2 separate regions of the Sus scrofa genome follow, and region 2 is linked to region 1. A link is a contact called in public HiChIP or PLAC-seq data. All regions are on one chromosome and are shown on one strand. Each heading gives the region's core, a stretch centred on a gene start, on an enhancer-like site or on the middle of the called end of the contact. The rest is flanking DNA. Distances are from core to core; before and after follow the strand shown. Region 1 has its middle 390 kb from the start of FOXO1. Region 2 has its middle 300 kb from the start of FOXO1.

What was found. HiChIP or PLAC-seq counts read pairs in DNA pulled down with a chosen protein or histone mark.
Region 2: a contact with region 1 is called in an H3K27ac HiChIP or PLAC-seq map of skeletal muscle, with 5 times the contacts expected there. The contact joins two enhancer-like sites. A contact is called at or near these places in 1 of 5 promoter capture datasets (liver), 5 of 47 Hi-C or Micro-C datasets (alveolar macrophages, heart right ventricle, liver and 1 more) and 1 of 2 datasets of contacts at active chromatin or transcription factors (skeletal muscle).

What each region holds. Positions count from the first base shown.
Region 1 is chr11:15,013,325-15,018,259 of Sscrofa11.1, reverse strand. No RefSeq gene overlaps it. Among named protein-coding and RNA genes, the nearest start is that of FOXO1, 390 kb to the left of the region's middle. Within about 2 kb of position 2,744, at least 52 of the 83 cell types and tissues checked have an H3K27ac peak or open chromatin away from gene starts, as enhancers often do. A contact at or near this core is called in liver and skeletal muscle, where this site is marked.
Region 2 is chr11:15,108,046-15,112,980 of Sscrofa11.1, reverse strand. No RefSeq gene overlaps it. Among named protein-coding and RNA genes, the nearest start is that of FOXO1, 300 kb to the left of the region's middle. Within about 2 kb of position 2,195, at least 18 of the 83 cell types and tissues checked have an H3K27ac peak or open chromatin away from gene starts, as enhancers often do. A contact at or near this core is called in liver and skeletal muscle, where this site is marked.

The DNA of each region.
Region 1 (4,935 bases), core at 1,495-3,994:
GTGGCGCTAGGCATTTCTTCATGATCATCATTCAGTTCAGTTATGAGACACAATGCAGAGGGCACCGGGCTGGCAATAATGCTAATAATAATGCTTCTAATAACGAACATGAACCCAGTTCTCTGTCAAGGTGCTCTGGGGCGGAGGGGAGGCAAATGGATCTCCCCTGACACATGCATGGTTTTGGGGGCACATGCATGCCCTCCTCCCCCACAGAAAGGCATAGACTCAGCCCATAGCCTTAGCCCTCAAGAATTCCCTTTATTCCAAAGAGGCACCATTATGAGGAGAGGATGTGGGAGGAGATCGCAGTCTGAGAGCTGCTGGCTCAGCAAGTTACTCCCGGGGTCGGAGTGAATCCTTCCTATTGTAGCCCCGCTGGGTCCTTATCCTAGGCAGTGGCTGGGTCACTCTTCCTTAGCATGTCCATCTGGGAACGCAGCTACTGAACAATATAGGTAAATCCACAGCTCATCCTTTGCTTGTGTTTGCTCTGCATCTTTAGGACCAAATCCTACTTATCCATCCTTCTACAAACTTGTCTTCTTACCAGTTACACTAACGCGCCACCTCATTGCCCCTCACCTTCTTGGAATTCTCTGATGGTTTTCTCATGTTGGAAGACAGGAAAAATTTATTTGCCTCTGGATTGAGCAGTTAGCATTTGTGAACTACTGTGAAACAGGAATTTTACCAGGCGACGAGGATACATAGTTGAGGGAGACACTGTCTCTGTGCTCAAGAAGCTTACCATCGGTGACTTCTTTTTAGTATGTGCTGCCCTGAGTTTGGGTCATTTGATTGATATGCATCAGATGTCTCAGGGGATGGTCCATCCTGGAGGAGTGGCTGATGCCAGCTAGAGTCAAGCGGGATGTGAGGGCCCATGTCTGCCTCCTTCTGAGCATCAGAGGGCATCTTGGATGCACTTAGAGTCTTCAGCTGGAGGGCATGAGAATAAGCCAGGAATGCCTTTGCCATCCTTTCTCTTGACCTGTAGGTACCGTATTGTCCTTCGAGAGGTTCTATGTGAGGTAAGAGGTGGGATGGACACCTGAGCCTCAGGGAAGCTGTGACTCTGTGGCATCGCTGAGATGGCACATCCCAAAACATGATCTTAAATGTTAAGTGTGAGTATTTTCAGGATTAAACGGACATACCTTTGCTTTGTACTCTGTGTAGAGTGACCTAATTCAACACCAGCAGTTACTAATTTGGATAACGGTTTTAATCTCTTTCCTTTCCTATATAGGACACTGGGTCAGTGTGTCATTGACAAAAGCCATGCAGACATATGTATGAAAACAAATGTTGTACATTTATTGCAATAACTTCGCTATTGGTGAATTTCACAGCTTTGCTCTAGCACGTCACCCAGAAGGGGAAGGGGTGTTTGCGAGCAACGTTCGGTCAGTTTGTCTACATCCGCGCAGGTGCCGATGCGGTGGTAGAGCTGATGCGGAAGAAAGGAGGGAGGTTTCGCGGGAAGAGGTTGGGAGGTGGCTGGGAGGGTTTGCGTGTTCACGTTCAGGGGAGGGGATCGTGCCAGGGCTGGGCTGCGGGCGTCCGTGGCTGAAACACCAAGCACGCTTGGTGCCAGGCTTTCGCACAAATTCCTGGCAGGACAGACGTGAGTGGGAGGTTCAGGCCTGAGGTACCATCAAGGAAGTCTGATGTGACTTCTTTTGATGCTGCTTCAGTGTAGACAGAGCAAGGGTGACTGGCTACTGTTCGGCTGGTGCCCCGGAAATGAAGTACCTCAGAAAATGGGCGGCCGCGGGCCCGCAACTTGGTTTGGAGACATTGGGCAGGGCAGCCTGTCCTGACGTCCGCCCCAGGACCTTGCCTGGCCCACGCTGTGCACACGGAGCCCACCCTGTGCACACGGAGCCCACCCTGTGCACACGGAGCCCACGCTGTGCACACGGAGCCCACCCTGTGCACACGGAGCGCCTCAGCCAGGAGACCACGACTGCTTCCTCCCGAGCCGGAGGCCTCCCAGGCTCCAAAGCCTCCCGAGGCTGCCGACATCACCCTCCTGTGGAGGAGGCTGGGCCTGGCGCCTGAACACACACACGTAGGTGAAGGACTTCCGTGAAGAAAAAGGAAAAGACGAGCAGCTCCCCCAGACGCGCCCCCGTGGCCATTGTTCTGCCTCGGAATCTGGTTCCGGCCGAGAGCAGGAAGGAAGGGGTGACCCAGGCAGCCGTTTCCGCAGCACAGATTAGACAGAGGCTGGAGCCCCCGGAACGGGTCCGCAGGGCCGGAAAGGCCCCGCTCTCCCTGCACACGGCGTGATTCTGAGGAAGAGACGTGGTGACCGCAGCCTAACAACTAGGAATTCCCAACCCAGACAAAACGCTGTGAACACCACCTCCCCAGCCTCGGGGTCCCTAGAATCCAGGGTTCTGTTCCTCACCCCACGGAACGGGCCAGGCACAGTCACTCTTCAGCAATGTTCCAGCATCCTCTCTCAGTGACACACGCCAGGGCCCAGCATTCCTCCGTCTGGAAAACTCGCCTCACGTCTAACCCGGGTCCCTCCTGCTGCAGCTGCTCTTCATCGCCTGGTGCTCAGCTCCGGTGGTGATGGAAAAGAACCTGTCACCACTTCCTCCCTGAGAATTCTTCAGATGCTTGAGGGCTTAAAAACAAAGCTCATTTTCCCTCCGTCGGTCGGTCGGTCGGTGGTTCCCAGCCTCTGTCTGCATTGGCCAATCCGGGAGAGTCCTGGGCACATGGTTCTGCTCAGGGGCAGCGAGCGCGGGTTGCCAAGCAAAGTGAAGCGCTCAGAAGCAGGCACCCCGCTCTGCCTCGTCAAGGGCAGCCCTTGCCCTGCACTCAGCTTTTCCCAACAGAACGCAGCGAGCGGGTTAAAGAGCATCGTGTCTTCCTTTTCTGGAACCCATTGTGTGTTACATCAAAGACAACGAGCGGTTGGTGCAGCCGCAGTTGCTGGACTGTGAGACCCAGGGCAGGGCCCGGAGCTCCTGGAGAGAGGAGCGAGGCTGCCCGGTGAGAGGTGCGCCCTGGGGTCTGTGCGGGAGGAGAAGGGGCGCCGGGCTGGCCTGCCGGGCCCTGCTTTCCAGCTCGAGGCTTTCACTGCCTCTTTCACTCAGGCTCAGGAAGCTGTCCCCAGGCGACACTCACACGCTGAGCAACTGCATAATTGTTGGCAAGGTCTGGGGGCCGGTCAGCCAGACTGGGCGGGGCGAGCATTCCATTATCATAACACAATGCCATAATAGGGCGCGAAAGTCTTTGCACACTCCTTCTTAGACAATAAGACTCTGAAAACTCGACTTTGACACTGAAAAGGAAGGTAAAATCAGCCTTGGTGGTGTTCTTGCCACCGGCGTTATCGTGTTCACCGTGGGGGCTTCCGTGTGGCCTGGCTGAGCCAGTGGCTCAGGACCGTGTCTCCTGCAGGCCTGCACCTGGGCTCTGAGCCTGGGGGGGTGCGCTTGGGAAACCAGGCCTGCTTGGAAGGCCATGCTCATTTTTCTTGCCCTGGGACCAGAGGGCCTTGGGGAGGAAAGCCAGAGCCAGCCCAGGTTTCCTCGGGGGACCTGGGCCTGCAGCGCCCGCAGAGCTGATGCGCACACATGGGTCTCTGGGCGAAGTGCTCACCTCCCCGCCCACCCCCAAGGCGGCGGTGCAGGGGTCAGTCAGGCCCTGCTGGGACAGGGTGTCACTCTCCCTGGACCCAGCAGGGCCTGGTGTGTACCTTGTCAGGGCTGTTGACAGGCTGACTCATAGTTACGGCATGGACCCTGGAGCCCAGAAACCTGGGTGCTGTTTCTCGCCTGGCTGCGGCTCCCTGGTTCTGCCTTCCTGCTGTGGAACCGGGGAGAGAAGTCATCCAGCAAGGCGCCAGGCTAGGCGGCTGCTTTGGGGTGGACACCAGGAAATGTGGGACCTTTTCTTCATAAAAGTGTGGAAGGTACTTTTAACGGTTCTAGTGACCGGTCCATCCCAAGTGTAGTCTCTGACTTTGGCAATGGTTAGGAAGTAAAATAGATTCCAGAAACCTCTATGAACTTCTGCAGAATTCCAATCCATCTTTGAGAGTCAATTCTCACCCTTAATTCATTGTTATACTTTTTTGTTTGAGCATTCATGCATTTATTTAAAAATATTTAATGAGAGCCCTTCATAAAAATCTCCATAAACTTTAAGTGCAAATAAGCAGCATTCTTCAAGCCTTGAAACGCCCCACAAGATGAGTTCCTTTCCAAGCATCCTGTAAGGAAGGTAGGGGATGCCTGGGCACCATCTAGACTCTCTTAATAACACCTGGTGGGGAAATTATGACACATTTTCTTATTTTCTATTAGGGTTATGCTTGTTCTTTGGATAAAAGGAACTCCATATGTAAATGCAATTATTAATCTCTGCATTTCTTCTGTGCAATTGGAACACCAGAATCTCCTGGGCTGTTTGAATAGAATTCAGGCCTTCGTCTTAATGGTAATTTTATTGCTAAGAAAAGCAGTAAAATCCATGAAAAATTAACATTGCTAAAGAGGACCCCAGGCCCCTGGGGGTTGCAACTCGAGGGTCACCAGTAAGTGGTCATGATTTAATGAAGTGCTCCCTCTGATTAGTGAGAAACGGGCCTGGCACCTTCCACAGCCTAAATACCCTGTTTCTGAGGCTGCCAAGCAAATGCTTTCAGAGGCTGAATTCTCTGCCCGCTCTAGGGAGCTGGCAGTGGGCAGCAGAGGGCATTCCACTGAAATCAGGCCATCGGGAGCTGAAGACAAAGGCAGCTGATTCAAGTGCACCAAATTGGAGTTTCTCTAATCAAATGTATTAAATTCACCATCATTCTTGATTGTTTTAATGGGAAGAAAGGGCAGCTGTGCCCTTTGTTTTCTAAGCATTTTATTTAGTGCCGTGGGGAGGCAGGGAGAGGAGGGAAGGGAGGGAAGA
Region 2 (4,935 bases), core at 946-3,445, 95 kb before region 1:
AAGCCCAACCGCCCTTTTGTTCTGCAGGTAGAACTGTTGCGAAAGGGAACGCAGACGGAGTTCCGGGAACACTGTAGGTACCTCTGAAATGGTTTCTCTGTTTTTAAACATCACCAGGAAGTGCTAAGTGATGGGACAAGAAGGGAGTGCCCAAGAGAGGGCAAAGCGAAGCCTCATCTTCCAAACCAGACGCTCTGCCTTCTTTCTCTTTTGGTCCCTGCCCCCTACTTCCTCCCAGTAGAGACTGTATCTGCTTTTTTTCTCTCCCTGAGGAGCCTGATAGGCTTATTCCCATTGGAACCAAATGGAGCTGGAGCCTTGTAGATAATCTGGAGCCTGGATAGGAAAAAGAGGCTTGAAGTTACAGTGAGTGACTGAGGAGCCAGGCAGGACTCCAGACTCATGACTCTGACTCCTTGGTCCAGTGCTCTGTTCAAAGCTTCTCCTCGTAGACAACGAGGATTTTAGCAATCCATTATCTCCCTGATGTTGCTGCTGTAATCATCCACCACGCATCACACACCTCCTTTACAGGACTTCAGAGGACTTGCATCCAGTCCTTTGTAGGCACTGGGGACTAGCAGCCAAAGAGAAGTAATCCCTGCTCTTGCAGGGCGTATGGTCCAGTGAGGGGAGATGGATAGTGAAATACAGGCAGACCTTGGAGGTTGTGTTCAGTCCTGGCCACTGCAGTAAAGTGAATATGGCATTAAAGCGAGTCACAGAATGGTTTGGTTTCCAGTGCATATAAAAGTGATCTTTACCCTGTTCATAGATGTCTATTAAGTGTGCAATAGCATTATGTCTAAAAAAAAAAAAAAAACCAATGTGCATACTTTCATTAAAAAGTAATGCTACTGAGGAGTTCTCTTGTGGTGCAGTGGGGTTAAGGATATGGCTCTGTCACTGAGGTGGCTCGGGTCACTGCTGTGGTACAGGTTCGATCACTGGCCCGGGAACTTCCATATGTCATGGGTGAGGCTAAAAAAATAATAATAATAATACTGTTGGGAAAATGGTGCCAAAAAGCTTGCTCAACACAGGGTTGCCACAAACCTTCAATCTGTAAAAATGCAGAATCTGCAAAGCGCAATACAATGAGGTCTGCCTCTAGGCAAATAACTGGTAGATACACTCTCCACAGTGTCTCCCTGGGGAACAGTTTTCTCAATAGAATGCTTCTCAAATTATTAAAACCCAACTTCATAGAATGTATGTATCTTTCAACACAGTGGTTTTCAATGTCAATGATTATGTAGAAAAACGTGTCTCTATATGACCCCCAAACTCCATACAACATTTAAGTAAAATGATTTGTGGGAATCGTCTTGCGTTACATTCTAAATACAACTCATTGAATTGTTTTCAAGGCTCATTGAAGTCCACTTGGGGTGTGTGCCTTGGTGGTTAGAGCTGAGAGAGGGGCCCTAGGACATCATTCAGGCATCACTTTGTTACAAACGTATTAATTTTTTGGTGATCAGGAAAGCGACGCTTGCGGCATTTTACACCTCAGCATGATGTTTTATTGCTTAGACGTGAGTACAGAGGTGTTTTCTACTATATTAGTGACATTTTAGGAAACTTGTTGGAGTTTGAGGTTAGTGCCTTTAAAGTCACGGGAAGTGGGTTCCTGGTTACATTGTCCGGCAGGAGGCTGACGTAGAGCATGTGTCAGAAAGGTGAGAGGTGTCCTATCAGGCCCCCCTTTGTGCGCATTCTCAGAGCAGCGTCTGGTTGGGACTCCCAGTCACAGCCACAGCATCCCCAGAGGTGACACATCCCTTTTATGGGGGAGCCGGCACAGACAATGGCCTTGCATCACCACGTCGAGGTGGGTACCAAGCACGTGTCCTTCACTAGGAAGCTTGGCTCAGTGATGATGATCAAGGCTCCTTGCAGAAGAACTTCAACAGGAAGAGTAAAACGATGCCCTTGTCAAGTTCTGTGCTGGTCCTCTGCCGGCAGAGGTGGCCCAGTTCCATGAGCTGTTTTGTTTTTTTATTTTTTTTTAATTTTTTTTATTTGAATGGTAGCTCTGGAATGGTAGGAAGTCTCCCACAGAGGATTTCCTTTGCTCATTGTTGTTTTTCCCTTAGGAAAAAAATGTGGTAAGGGAGGGCCATGCTTCTCTCTCCCTTTGTGACTTCTGTGATGCAGAGTTTAAAAGGCCAGTGACAGGATCTGGGTCACAGACTCGGTTTCCTTCTTGTGTGAGGCCTGGTGGCTTCACGTGCCTGTCCCTTTAAACATTGGAACTAGAGCCTCATACTCTGTCCTATTTTTATATCTGGTCACATGGGTGAACAGCATTTTCCTCGAGGCTGGAATCTGTACTGAGGGAAGTACCATGTATTGGAATCACCAAATCTTAGATTTTCGCTTTGTAAAGGATGAAAGGTCCCCTAGTGTCCCCTCCTCAAAGCAGAGCCTCCCCCCCTCCCCTGCCCTGTCCCAGGGACATCTGGCTGAGTCTGCATGTGCCCTGAGCACGACTGATTGTGTGTGAGTGTGTCAGACTTTGCTGGAGAACCAGAACCAACAGAGAGTGTGTATGTGCAAAAGGAGGTTTACTTTTAGGAACTGGCTCATGTGATCACGGAGGCTGACAAGTCCAAAATCTGCAGCGTGGGCTGGCAGGTTGAAGACTCAGTGCTCTGGTCAGAATGTTTGTGTCCCCCCAGGGTCGCGTGTTGAGATCCTAATGCCCAATGGAGTGTATGAGAACACAGGGCCTTTGGCAGGTGATTAGGCTGTGAGGGCAGAGCCCCCATGAATGAGATTGTGAAAGGGGCTCCAGGGAGTTCTGTCGTGGCTCAGCAGGCTAAGAACCTGGCTAGTATCCATGAGGACTTGGGTTTGATCCCTGGCCTTGCTCAGTGGGTTAAAGATGGGCGTTGCCACGAGCTGTGGTGTAGGTTGCAGATGTGCCCCAGATCTGGCGTTGCCGTGACTGTGGTGTAGGCTGGCAGCGGCAGCTGATTCAACCCCTAGCCTGGGAACCTCCATATGCCGCTGGTGTGGCCCTAAAAAAGGGGGGGGGGGCTCTAGATCAAGTCACTCCCCCATCCCTTCTGCCTTGTGATGATCCAGTGAGAGGCCAGTGGCCTGGAAGAGAGTCCTCACTTGACCATGCTGACACTCTGGTCTTGGACCTCCAGTCTCCAGAACTGTGAGAAAGAAACTTCTGTTGTCTGTAAGCCACCCAGTCTGTGGTGTTTTGTTATAGCAACCTGCACGGACTAAGACACCCTGGAAGAGCTGATGCTGCAATTCAAGTCCAAAAGCTGTCTGCTAGTAGAGTTTTCTCTTACTCAGAGCCCTGTGGTCTATTCAGGCCATCACCTGATTGGACAAGGCCCCCCCACATTGTGGCAGTCCCTCTGCTCTGCCCAAAGATCACTGATTGGAATTTACATCTCACTGCAAAATATCCCCTCACAGAAATATCCAGATTAACATTTGATTACATATCTGAGCACTGTGGCTGCAGCCAAGATGACACATAAAATTACCAATTGCAGTGTTGGACAGCATCTGGGATATTATATGTGCTTGTGAGTGTCCAGCAATGAAACACACACACACACATACACAAATGAACTGAAGTCCCTCATGAAGAAGGAAAGAACTAACCAGCCTTGGGTGGGGAGAGTATCTCCATGCTCCTTTCTGCTTAGGAAAAGGGGTGGTCAAAGGATATGACACCTGGGCCTGGATGACTGATTAAGAGCGACCTCTGCTTCAGAGCTTTTAAAAGCTGATGTCAGCCAGCTGCAGAACTTCCTGTATCCCTGGATTTGCGTAGGAACTGAAAGAGGCACTTGGCTGATGTGTGTGTGTGTGTCAGCATAACGGAAAGATTCGGTGGTGTGTGCACCATGGGGCCCCACTGTGGAGGTGGAATCCCAGCTCTGCCACGAACTTGCTGTGTAACTGTGGGCAAGCTGCTTAACCTCTCTGTGATTGCTTCTCTCATCTGTAAAATAGGGAAATAACAGAAGCCGCACTTCATAGGTAGTGAGGATTCAAGGGGGCAGTAGCTGTGAAGTGCTTGCGAGATTGTTTGGCACCTGAGTTCTAGGAATGTGTATCATCTCCACCCTCCCCTCCCCATCATCATCCTCACCATCATGTACTCAGCGGGTGTCACTTGTTCACGCTGCTGGCAAATAACTGAGTATCTTATTCCAAAACTCTGCCCATGTACTGTTGCAGAGCCCAAGCTGGATTCTGCTTCTTCAGATGTATGCTTTTGGTACTTTATTAATGAAATTCCGCTGGATAGGATCCAGATCATATCTGCTTTAAATTATTAGTATTATTATTTAGTAAACTGTGTTAGAGCAAGATGCTGGCATGACAGTGACGTAAATTCGACATTTCAGATTTGCAAGATGCTGGCATGACAGTGGCGTAAATTCGACATTTCAGATTTGCAAGGCCCAGCTGCAGCATCGCAGCCTCTCTGCCGTGGAGGAGGGAATGCAGGGGGCCTCTCCCCTTGCTCCTGCACGCTGTGAACACGCGGGCCACCTGAGGCTCAGGTGTGCCTGAGGCTGCTGGAACGACAGCGCAGATAATGACAGCTGGTGGGCTCCAGTGTGATCCGGCTCCTTCTCCCTGATAAATGGCTTTGCAGATGCTGCCAGCTTCATGCTCAATTAATCTCAGTTGAATTGATCATCCAGTTATAAAGAAAACCATTAGCAATAAAGCAAAACTTCCCAAAGAGCTTTTATGGGGAGGAGGAAAGGAAGTGAATTGGTTCTTTAAAGAAATTAAGAAGATGAACTGTGTTTGAAAAGAACACAACACCCAGCCTTCTCTCCATCTAGCTGACTCAGCCCAAAGGGGGTGGGATAATAAAGTAATTTTTTTTTTTTTTACCTATTCATCTCAGGAATTGTTCAAAGGAAATATTTTTTAAATAAG